Regions from separate parts of the Mus musculus genome. Here region 2 is linked to region 1. Evidence: chromatin contacts called from public promoter capture Hi-C data. All regions are on one chromosome and are shown on one strand. The core of a region is the stretch at or near the end of the contact, and the rest is flanking DNA. Distances in the headings are between cores, read along the strand shown.

What was found. Capture Hi-C pulls out chosen DNA fragments and counts their contacts.
Region 2: a promoter capture Hi-C map of liver shows a contact between it and region 1. The contact joins the promoter of Klhl9 here to the promoter of Hacd4 in region 1. A contact is called at or near these places in 1 of 39 promoter capture datasets (neural stem cells), 1 of 115 datasets of contacts at active chromatin or transcription factors (microglia) and 1 of 9 other capture datasets (liver).

The regions. Positions count from the first base shown.
Region 1 is chr4:88,437,526-88,440,225 of GRCm38.p6, reverse strand. Hacd4 (3-hydroxyacyl-CoA dehydratase 4) reads left to right here and starts at 1,311. Exons shown (of 7, transcript NM_025760.5): 1 at 1,311-1,393; 2 at 2,663-2,700. The coding sequence starts at 1,356.
Region 2 is chr4:88,721,247-88,723,946 of GRCm38.p6, reverse strand. Klhl9 (kelch-like 9) reads left to right here and starts at 1,439. Exons shown (of 1, transcript NM_172871.2): 1 at 1,439-2,700. The coding sequence starts at 1,945.

The DNA.
Region 1 (2,700 bases), core at 62-2,561:
GGGTCTCCCTCTGTACTCAGGGTGCCTGGAACTCACTGTGTAGCCCAGGCTGATGCTGAAGGCGGAATCAGCTCCCCACCTCGGCTTCTAGAGTGCTGGGGTTACGGGTGTGAACGACCACGTGACATGAATTTGTTCCTACACTGCCATGAAGGCCAGTGTACAGGAGACAATGGAGACAGTTGAGAGGACAGTGCAGCCTCTGCCAAGGGGCTTGAGAAGGAACGGAGGCTACAGAGGAGCTGGCCCCTGGTGGGGGGCGGGGAGACACGGAACAGTGGGACATCTAAGAGGCAGACTCTGTGACAGCTATGAGGAAGGAAACCATGACCCAAGAAGAAAAATTGCTGACTGTAACTTCTAACCCTGCTGTTTATCAGCTGTGTGACCTGTGGTGAGTGACAATATTTCTTAAGGCCTCAACTTCCTTTTTGGTAAGATGGAAGCACTACCTTCCAACTCCAGCAACTATATGTAACTGTTCCACTTGTGGGTTTTGGGGGAGTTTTTTTCTTTTCTTTTTTTTTTCTTTATTTTTTCCCATTTCTTCTTTTTCTTTTTTGGTGGTGGCGGTGGTTTTTTTTTTTTTTTTTTTTTTTTTGGGAAAATACTTTGGGGAGCTGTTTTGTTCTCTTCACCTGGTAGAACAGAATAATTGGAATCTGATCTTCACGAACCCAGGAGGTGGGTCACTCTGTCTAGGAGATGGGATGCCATTGTCCCAAGAAACCAGGAAAAGATGTGTGGGAGTGTTGGCCATGGGCAGCGACATTAACTTAAGCGAATAACATTAACTTAATGACATTAAACATTAAATAAATGACATTAACTTAAATGAACAAAAGCATTTATGCACACCACTGCCACCCAGGTCTCTAAGTGTCAGGGATGGATTTCTGGAGGGCTCTGGCTCATGTTTGAACAGATATTGGGCCATTTGCCCTTAGCTTTCCTTCCTGAACCGTTCTCCTACCTTAGGGCTTCTAAGAAAGGCCCTGGCCACCCTGAGGATCATGCAACCTTAGAGCTAGTTATATCCAGTTAAGAGTATAGGCAGGTGAACTTAGGGGTCTCCAGCCACAGATCAGTAGCCTGGGATCAGTTTGGAAAGCCTCGGGCGGATGTGCTTGTTCATCCCGCATACTTTCTATGCCTGGCCAGCTCTCCTAGGGCAGCATGGCAGGAATTTGACTTTCATCTCCTGCCCATCTCCTGACCTCTGCTTTTTTTCAAAACTTGCTGAGTGTGTTGAGGCCCCGCCCTTCCCGAGCCCAGCCTGAGGCGTCCCGCCCCTACCGCTTTCCCAGCCCACTCCTGCTGCTTCCCGGAGGTGCCAGAGGAGCAGACTGTGGCCCATGGGGCCCTCGGTGCTGCCAGCCTGGCTGCAGCCCAGGTAGGATTAGGGGGCTGCGGGGAGGGAGGGGCCAGGGAACTGGGCAGAAGCCCACCCATCGGCTTTCACTCCCGCGAAGCTCCTGACTGTTTAACACTGCTCCTTCTGCCTGGTAGTGGATTGCATTTTCTCCTCCATAGCTCAGGACAGAGGCTTTGCTGTTTCCTTCGGTTTTTTAGTTTTGGAGATGAGGAAATGGAAGGGTGGGCTGCAAGGCCACCTCTTCTCTTTGTGCGCTCCCACAAGTTCTTCTCTTCCTTGTCCTTGCTGCGCCCTAGATTTTGGCACAGGGTGATTTTGACAGCATCCTGTAGCAGCAGCATCTGTCACAGGCCAGATTCCAGGGAAACTAGGGCCTGGGGGGAGTGCTTACCTGAAGCCTGGTGATGCTGATTGGCTTGCAGTTTTCCCCTTTTAACCCCTATAGCAGTTTTGGTCATCTGTTGACTGCTCCATAGAGTTTGCTTATATATCTTGTTTCTCAGAAGTTTCCAACTAAGAGAAGTCATTGTTAACACTAACAAGGCCACTCTACACATCCTTGTGCACACCGGGAAGCCCTTCACCTCCTTTTCCAGCTCCTCAAACCAAGAATCACCAATCTTCTTTTTTAAATTCAGTTTACACCCTGGCTGTCCTCTCCCCAGGAACCCACACACACACACAGCTTTACACTCAGCTTGACTTCCTTTTTTTTTTTTTGGCTGAGCAACTAAACTGCTTTCTATGTGCATTTGATGGAGAGAACTAGCTTCCCTTGTAAAATACAACAGGAGGCAGGGCCAGGAAGAACGAGAGTGCAACCCCAATCACAAAAGTCAGGTGTGTTCAATGACTGAGTCATAATCCAATTGTGACCACTCCCCTTTGATAACTGTAAGCCAGCTCTTTCAAGTTAATTTGGCAAGCTGAGCTACTGGAGTTCAAGCTGCCCAAATCAGTCCCTTTGCGTCAGTGTTTCTTCCCTGTCCCCTTCAACTTTCAAAGCTTTTCTCATAGTGGCTGAAAGTGTTAGAGAAACAAGGTTAGAATGTTATCAAAGATGAGAATGAAGTGTGGAAAAGAACTACCTTTGGTTTTAAGCAATCTCAGTCAACATACTCTTGTTAGATAAATTCATCCCATCGGACTCTCATGGGTTTGGAGGGACAACCCAGTGAAAGACCCCAATATAGAACTCTGACCTGGAACAGTTTTCTTTTGCTTGCTCAGTTTGACTGGTACATTACATTAAAAGATGTGTTTAATGGCATTTTTCTGTATTTATAGGTATAGGAAGAATGTATATCTTTTCATCTATTACTTAA
Region 2 (2,700 bases), core at 190-2,689, 280 kb before region 1:
CCTTGCTAGCTTAGTAGGGAAAGGACCGATGTCTTGAAGTTTGCTCTGGCACCTTCTCAGGAAGTGATCTTGTTCTTTCTTTCCCTACAGGTAGAAATTAATCTCTCGGAAGTGCCTCTTCACAGCCAGGTGACATGTCAGAGCCACTCAGGAAAGGCTTACCCCAACTCCTGAACCAAGCAGCCTCCCAGAACTTAGCTCCTGGGAAGAACTTCTCAAGACCATTCTCATTTCAACAAAGCTCTGGTATAACAGGGCACCTGGGGGGGGGGGGGGGAAGGAACGACGACCACAGGTTGTTCTACTAGTTTGGGGAAAAGAATGTTGTTCTACTAGTTTCCCGGGATTGCTGCAATTGGCCGGAAACCACCGGGAGAAGAAGGAAGGAGAAATAAAGGAAGATTAATCACCTATAGTTAAGTAAATTACATACATTTTTTTGGGGTCATCAACAGGTTGTAAGTAAGCTCTCTATATACCAATTTTGGAAAATCTTGAACTGGAAAAAAAAAATCCAGTAGGATACATGCCATTTAGAAAAGAGCCAGGAAGTGGAGCATAAGAATGTAAGTATATTCTTAGTCTGCATACAAGTAAACGCTAGAAGGATTTGGAACTTCGAGAACAGAGAACTACGGCAAATTATATACTTATTCTCAAATCAAAGTTAAAATTTGCCAGTAGCTAGAGAACTGCATGTTAATAAAAAATACTTATAAAAGCAAAGTTCAACACAAGGGAAACGCAAAGGGTAACTATTTTGGAAACATTGACTTGAATATTCTACCAAATATTATCATTATCCAAATCAGGATAACGTTTTGTGTTCAAATCATCTGCGCTTATTACAGAGTCCATAAGATAATGGAGGACATTTGTACACTGATGAAAACAGTGGACAAAGTAAACTATAACATGCTCAACTACTGGAAAACTGTAGCCAGTTAAAAATAGTGTTTGGAAAACAAAACCCTGAAAACCGTATTTATGAAGGCATTATCTCTCCTGCCAAATATTAAAAAAATGTATCATTAGGACCAAAATTTAGTGGCAAGTTAAATCTCATGTGTCTTAAATGTTAAACAAACAAACAAAAAACCTTTTACAATCAACATTTTTAATTGAGTGTGACGCAAACTGTAAAACTGTTCTTGAAGAAAATAAATAAATAAAACGATACAATGATTTCTTCTGCCAGGCTTCTTGTGTTTGAACAAAGGTTGCCTTTCGTTGCTGCTCTGGCAAAGACCTTAAGCGTAAATCTTGAAAAGAACGCGCTCTTGAAAAGCAAGCTTAAGCACACGCACGCGCATTCCTACAAGCTTACATAATGGACCCTGCACCGGCCTCGCTGGCCGGCCGGAACCCCGCCCCCAGTCCCGCCCGCGCCCTGCCCCCATCCACCGCCCCCTTGCCAGCTCAGCCGCGCAAGCGCACTAGCTGTGCAGCCGCTCCTAGCCCGGGGGATCCTGGGATTCTGCCTTTCCGGAAGGTCGGGCTGGCTCTCGGTGCTAGGCCGCCGTTCTAGGCCCAAGTCGGGATTCCAGGCCCTGCTCCAAGCCAAGTCCGTAGCCGCGACGACACAGCGGGGATCGCAGAGGACGCGGCCGCAGCTCGTTGGGGTGGCTGAGCCTTGGAGGGCGGCAGCCGGGGTGCGCAGGCCGTGACGGCCCCTCCCCCGCCCTGAGCGCAGCGGCGAAGGACGACAGCCCGGGACCGGAGGAGGTGAAGCGGTCACGTAACTGCCCCGGGTGATGACTCACCCGCTCTCCTGGCAGATTTGAGGTGCGTGCTGCTGTTGCTGCAGGGCGGACGTCGGTGTGCCCAGAGCGGTGCTGCGGCGACCGCTTGCTTGCCCTTGGTTCGGCGGCCCCGGGGTTTCCCGAGAGCGTTCTCTTTGTAACGTCTGCGGCCTGCAGCTCGCAGCGAGCTCCGGCTTCTCCCATGAAGGTGTCTCTGGGTAACGGCGACATGGGCGTCTCTGCCCACCTGCAGCCTTGCAAGTCTGGAACTACGCGGTTTTTTACCAGCAACACGCACAGTTCGGTTGTATTGCAAGGCTTTGATCAGCTCAGAATAGAGGGCCTACTTTGTGACGTGACGCTGGTACCTGGCGATGGAGAGGAAATCTTCCCGGTTCATAGAGCCATGATGGCGTCTGCCAGTGATTATTTCAAGGCCATGTTCACTGGAGGAATGAAAGAGAAAGATTTGATGTGCATCAAGCTTCATGGGGTGAACAAAGTTGGTCTGAAGAAAATCATTGATTTTATTTATACTGCAAAACTGTCTCTTAATATGGACAATCTTCAGGACACTCTTGAAGCTGCCAGCTTTCTACAGATCTTGCCGGTTTTGGATTTTTGTAAAGTATTTCTTATATCAGGCGTCTCTTTGGATAACTGTGTGGAGGTTGGCCGGATTGCTAACACCTACAATCTTATAGAAGTGGATAAATACGTAAATAATTTCATCCTGAAGAACTTTCCTGCCTTGTTGAATACTGGGGAGTTTCTGAAACTCCCCTTTGAACGGCTTGCCTTTGTGCTTTCCAGCAATAGTCTCAAGCACTGTTCGGAACTTGAGCTCTTCAAGGCAGCCTGCCGCTGGCTGAGGCTGGAAGACCCTCGGATGGACTATGCCGCAAAATTAATGAAGAATATTCGCTTTCCACTGATGACACCACAGGATCTCATCAAC